Linked DNA regions of Rattus norvegicus: region 2 is linked to region 1. The links are chromatin contacts, called in public Hi-C maps. All regions are on one chromosome and are shown on one strand. The core of a region is the stretch at or near the end of the contact, and the rest is flanking DNA. Distances in the headings are between cores, read along the strand shown.

What was found. A called contact is a pair of places that touch in the nucleus more often than the background predicts.
Region 2: a Hi-C map of frontal cortex shows a contact between it and region 1, with 2.0 times the contacts expected there. The contact joins two enhancer-like sites. A contact is called at or near these places in 3 of 12 Hi-C or Micro-C datasets (Schwann cells, frontal cortex and prefrontal cortex).

Annotation. Positions count from the first base shown.
Region 1 is chr15:88,742,076-88,745,273 of GRCr8, reverse strand. No RefSeq gene overlaps it. Among named protein-coding and RNA genes, the nearest start is that of Trnap-agg90, 250 kb to the right of the region's middle. Within about 2 kb of position 1,748, at least 4 of the 93 cell types and tissues checked have an H3K27ac peak or open chromatin away from gene starts, as enhancers often do.
Region 2 is chr15:88,928,075-88,931,272 of GRCr8, reverse strand. No RefSeq gene overlaps it. Among named protein-coding and RNA genes, the nearest start is that of Spry2, 180 kb to the left of the region's middle. Within about 2 kb of position 1,507, at least 11 of the 93 cell types and tissues checked have an H3K27ac peak or open chromatin away from gene starts, as enhancers often do.

The DNA.
Region 1 (3,198 bases), core at 499-2,998:
TGAAGGAAGGGTCAACCTGGGATTCATCATGTCTGCAGACACCAAACCCAACACTGTTGCCGTGGTCAAGAGGCTCTTGGACAGGAACCCAGTGTGGTGGTTTCTTGGGAGGTCCAATCAGCAACCAGCCAATGCAGATGCAGATGCTTGGAGCCAACCATCAGACTGAGCTCAGGGAACCTGGTGGGGAAGCTGGTGGAAGGACTGGAGGAGCAGATGGGATTGCGACACCATAGAAAGAATAACATAGTCTGGCCTGACCACCCAGTTCTCCCAGAGTCTAGACCACCAACCAAGGAGTGTACCTGGAGGGATCCATGGCTCTAGATACATATGTAGCAGAGGATGGCCTTGCCTGACAGCAAATGGGGGTGGGGGTGGGGGAGTTGGTCCCGGGGAGGTTTGATGTCCCAGCATAGGGAGATGCTAGAGTGATGGGGCAAGAGAGTGTGTTGTGGGGAGCACCCTCACACAGGCAAAGGGGAGGGTGGAGGGCAGATGTGGGCTGAGGGGTTGATGGAGGGGTAACTGGGAAGTGGCTGGGAAGTGGGATACCATTTGAGATGTAAGCAAATGGAGTGATATAAAAGAAAGGAGGTGAGATTCTCTTCATTATTATCTTTGTTACTAATGTAATTGACAGACTACAGGTTTTCAGGTTGGAGAACTTCTCATAGTTTATCTTTCATTCATTTCCAGAAGACATAGCACTTCTGGCCCATCGTCTGTGAGAAGTGTATGAGAATAACTAATGAGGACATACCCTCAGGCTTCTCTCACTACATCCTCACCGGAGCCACCCTCCATTTAAGGAGTCCCCAGATTCTTTCGAATCCTTATAAATCCTGGGGGAAAGGTAGATCTGACTATAGTTAAGCAAAATATTTTGTTTTAATTTTATGTGAATCTTTTGGCCTATGCTTTTGCATCACATGAAGGCATCACACCCATGGATACCAGAAGAAGGCGTCAGACCCACGCTTGCGAGCTGCCACGTGGATGCTTGGAACTGAATCCAGGTCCTAGGCAAACACAACAAGCCATTTTAATGGTGGAGCCATCTCTCCAGTCTAGCACAGTCTCTCTTAAGTGTTCACTCGTGATATAAAATGTGGCTGAGTGGGTTGCTGTAGCGAAGAGTGACCAGGCCTTCACTAACCATTCCCTCTGAACACAACCTGAAGCCCAGCCTTCCCCATAAGGTGCCAGGGAAGCAATCACTCCTAATCCCAAATGTTGCTTCCTAAGCCAATGTTCTTATCTAGGCCTCAAATAAATGATTACATTGCTAGCTCTGATGTTTGCTATTTTCTGCTTGTGTAGTTGGCTTTCTGTCTTCTACCGTTTATATGTTCTGTTACGGATCAGAAGAGAGCTTGTTGGCTCTTGTGCCTGCTTGCCTCGCAAATGTTTTTCCTGCTCCACTCACCACCCTTGACAAAAATTAGGTGCATTACCTAGAAAGTAGAATAGAACCTACTAAGAAATATGTTATTTAATGAATTATACATTTTATTTAAAAAAAAACACTAAGTCTATCCAATGTATGATATTTCAAGCCATTTTATTCTGTCCCCAGATATTTTAGGCAGAAGAAAGAAGAACTATGGGTTGCTGGTTATCAGGTGGTGACACCACCCTTCTTTGGTTATATAACCCGTCACACCCTAACCCCAGTCCCAGAGATCCTTTAGATTCTGTGTCATGTTATACTGGCATCTACAAAAGCAACCAGGCAAGCTGGTGACCTGGGCAAAGCTAAGATTACCAAAACAGGATCACTCTGTGTTTTGTTTTGTTTCCTTTGTAAGGCTTGTGAGTGTCAGATTTAGCGTCTTTGCTGTTTGGGTTTTTCTGATAACCCTGAGGGTTCATCCCAAATGAACCTGTCCCTCCTTGGCTTTACTCCAAGCAGCCAACAGGGCATTGGTTACAGAAGCAAAATAACGCCAAAAAGAGTCTTCGCTCAGCTTTGACCAGCCTGTGGGGCTTCTGTTAGCTGGTTCTGCCTTTGTGTTCACCTGAGGGTATGGAAACTTTTGGATTAGAAATGTATAAAATGCATATGCACAAGAAGAAGCAAGCTTTCAAGCCCAGTACTGTTTCTACAGGAAACAAGAAAAGGTTATAAGAAAATGTGTTGAGTGGGAAGAAGGAAAAAAGAATGGTGAAATTCGATGTTTTCTTTTTTACTTTAAAGAATATTTTTAAAGTGTGTGTGTGTGTGTGTGTGTGTGTGTGTGTGTGTGTGTGTGTTCTGTTCTTGTGTTTGGCTTGAGTCCTGGGCTCACTCAGCAAGGGCTGATATATCCCAAAATAATAGAGCTTAATTAGCATACTGCAACTGCCTGATAAAATCAGTTGTGTTGGTTTCCAAAGTGAGTAGTGTTGTTTATGGGAAAGCTCTAGATTATAAAATAGACCTGAGAATAACTCCAAGGAGGTCCTGGGGAACCTCAGGAAATAGGGAGCTAAGAAGGCATGAACTGGTCATGAGAGACTCATTCTAGGTCCAATGGTTCCACATAGCAGAAAGCACCTTTCATGGTCTGTACATCACTAAACATGGATCCCTAACACTTCCTGCTCTCTCAGCAGCCTCAAAAATGAGCTCACCTAGTCACAGTCCTCCCCTGCGTTGTTTTACATGTTTCTACAGGGACTGTACCTTTTTGACAGGGTATTTTTTTGACTCTTTTATTTGTTTCTTTGTTTGCTTGATTGCTTAGTGTCGCTAGGTGAGCACACATGGGTTTGCATGTGTGTTTGTCTGCATACATGTATCTGTAGTTCTATGTGTGCTTGGTGTCCATGGAGACTAGAAGACAGGAATTCGTGGATTCGTCGTCTTTGTCTCTCTTTCCTACCGTGCTCTGTAGTGGACAAAATCAAATCGCTGTAAAATAAACTAAAGAAACGTATCTGGAACCCAGCATTAGGCATCCCCTCCCGTCCACCTGCTATGAACTATGCATGAACTATGAACGTTCACGGATGGGGAAGCACATTGCCGCTGTGGCTGAGTATTTTTCTCATGTGAAAAGCTTAACCTTTAGAAATTTGGCCAAAGGTCCTGGCCTTGTAAATTCACACTGGTTGGCCAATTGGTCCTCTCAGCAGTCTTATACAGTAAGGAGTAGGTAATTTTCTGCGAATACTTTGACAGCCACGTGTGTTGGCCATATCAGAACACCCTAG
Region 2 (3,198 bases), core at 258-2,757, 190 kb before region 1:
AGGATTGTTTTGGAATATTATAAGAAAAAAATCAGTCAAGTATCTATGAACTCTGAACATCTACTATTACCCCCTGTTCTTTCAAATTCACAAAACATTCTACTTATGCATTTAGTTTGATCATTTTATTCCTTCTCCTGTTGCTATTTATAGCATCCTAGTTCCTAAACATTTTGAGAGAATGATATTTACTCCAACAGCTTTTAATGCCCATAATACTTACTCTAGAGATTAGTAAGTGCAGAGGACAACTTGATCTTCCTATGTTTTCCAGAATTATCACCAACAAACTCACACTAGCAGGGTACAGATCTTGGAAACCAAATTCTGTGCATGTGGAAGTCCAAAAGAATGACATACAGTCTTGCCCCTGGAGGGAGAGCATGTGACTTCAAAGCCACCAAAAGAGCTTTTGCTTTATCTGGGATCAAGGATCCTGTGTGGATAAAAGGCAAAGGAAGTCATTCACCTTGAACAAAAATATTTTCCTAAAATAGAGTCGTGCTATCTAAAGCTTCTTTAATTCCTTGGGTTTTGCCCTATGAAATCATTTTCCTTGAAGTTAAATCATTTCAAATCCCATAATAACAATTTGGGGGAGAGTTAGATTGCCATAGAAAACATAAGAGTATGGTAGAGTTCTAAGTCTAGCATTAAGGAGATTTGACCTGGTTAGGAAATCCATTCATGAAAGCACCGTGGTTAGAGTTGGTGGGGAGCCATCCTGCTGAAGAAGCTAAGAGCAGGCAGGGAGAGTGGCTTTCCACAGCTCTGTGCTGTTGTAGATGTGGGACCCCAGTTATCATACTCAGTTTACTTTAGCTGAAACAAGCTTTTCACGTGTGCAAACATCATGTTTCTGTTTGTATGTTTGTCTTTAGAAAGGAAAGCAGAAGTTGTGGGAGAAAGTATTAAAATGTTCTACACACCCAGTGGGAGTGAGAATCCTGTAATATAATAGAATGGGCCTCAGCTGCTGATTTATGAAATTGCTACAGGCTTTCTTACTGCACTGACCTTGTCTCATTCTTTGCTTCAGATTCCACAGCTCTAATAAGGAATTGTGGTTTCTGTGAGTGAGGGAAAAAAAAAGATTAAAAATGTAAATATATCTACAAATGTAAAACTTCAGAATTTCAAAATGCGCTAAGATATTTTGTCACCCTATAGGTTTGATTTGATTTATTTTAAAAGCTTCACCGTTCTCTTGATAGTAGCTGACAGATCCATTCCTATTCCCATATGCTTTCTGCTATTTTAAAAGAAACAGTACACAATTGCCTCCGAGAAGCACCATGTGTTTCCCAAGTGTGGATCCAAAAACTATCCATCTGGTCATGCTGGCATCTCTCTGAATTGTATGTGACTGAAAAAAAAATGTATTCATCATTTTGAGACTCTTTGGCTAGATAAAGATGAGAATAAGATGACTTCCCTCCCTCCAGTTACTGAAAATCAACTATGGTCCTATAGCTTAGAGTTCATTGACCACCCTACCACCTGCATGGTCCCCAGGCACCTGCCAGGACCCCTAGGGAATCCCTGTGCAAGCAAGACTCTGCTTGGCACTAAATTCTGTTTGTACTGGTTTGATTAAAGCTTTGTTTTAAGGTTGCCTCTCTTAAGATGTGTAAGATCCTAAGATGGGGGCAAATGACCCACAATGCAATTCAACTCGGCAAAATGTTGCAGTGTTACAGAGACCAACCCAGGAGCAGCAGGGATGTTCTCCAGTAAGAAGAAGGAGGGTTTCTGTAGTCTCAGTGGGAAGATAGAAACTGAACAAACAATCAAGGTGCAAAGATGATGCTGATAAGGAAAGAAGGTAGCAAGATCTAAAAACTCAATGTGGACAAAACCAAATACAAAGTATTTTAAACGTTGTCAGCTTTGAATAGCATAAGTATTCAAAATAATTTTCTAGATTGTTGCAATTATTGTACAAATTTATTTAGAACTTCAAAAAACACATTTATTTATTTATTTATTTATTTATTTATTATTTATATGTGTGCTGACTTGACTATGCTAGGGCAAGCATGTGTAGGTCAGAGGCAAACTTGTGGGAGTGGGCTTTCTCCTTCTACCATGTTGGATACAGGCCATCAGGCTTGGCAGGAAGTGCCTTTACCCACTGAGCTGTCTTGCATCTTGCTGGCCCCATTGTGTGCATTCTTATGAGAATAATACTTATAAGAGAGTAATCCCTAAATTATGCGCTAGGGGATAATGCTATGAATCTCTCCCTCCCCAACTTCTCTCAGCTATCATTTATTATCTATATACAGTTATCTATCCTTCTATACCTGTTATTTTATTACAACAAAATATTACTTGAATTAATCCTATAAATGAAAGCTTTCCCCTTCAAAATTCTCTTGGAAGTAGATAATTATAATAAACTGATATAGCTTCAAATAGGTGACATCAAACCACTAATCAAACAGCACTAACAACTTCATGGTTAACTGAGAGATTTATTTTTCCAGAGAATGTTAAGGACTGAATAGTTTTCCATATGTTGGCCATGTTAAAGAGACAAAGTCCAAGACCAAGGTGACTCAGACTAAGTGGTTGGTGAGCACTCTCTTGATGTTTACAGATTGTCATCTTCTCATTGTACCCTCACATGTTAGAAAGCGGAAATTCTCCATGTTAGGACTATACTCTCATATGTTTTTGTAAGGCTAATAATCATATTCATAGAGTCCCACCCTTTCAACCTAACGACCACTTGAAGGTCCAGCCTCCTAACCTATCGCATTGGAGGGGAGGGCGCTAAATTTTTTTCAATATTTAAATTTTGAAGGGACACAAATAGTCATCCCATACCAGAATGCATAACTGAATCAATGGTTAAAAGGATAAAATCAGTTTAGAATAAGAGACAATCACTACATATGATATTATAGGCAAATTATCATAGACTGGTTGATTGATGACAGGCCATTTCAGTTAGGCATTCTGTGGGATACTTTTATCATGACATGTATTAAAAGCCAAACTCCCAGGGAACCAGAACCATCTCTACTTCTCTAGAACCTCATCACTATATCGAAGTGTCTCACTTTTCTTATTCGGTATCTAGTAACTTACTAGTACAGACATGGAATTATCTTCTGCTGTCTGAACTGTCTCCTGTGATGGAAATATGGTTGTCTAAACTAGACCTGAGTTGAAGCACTGACCTTGGACTAG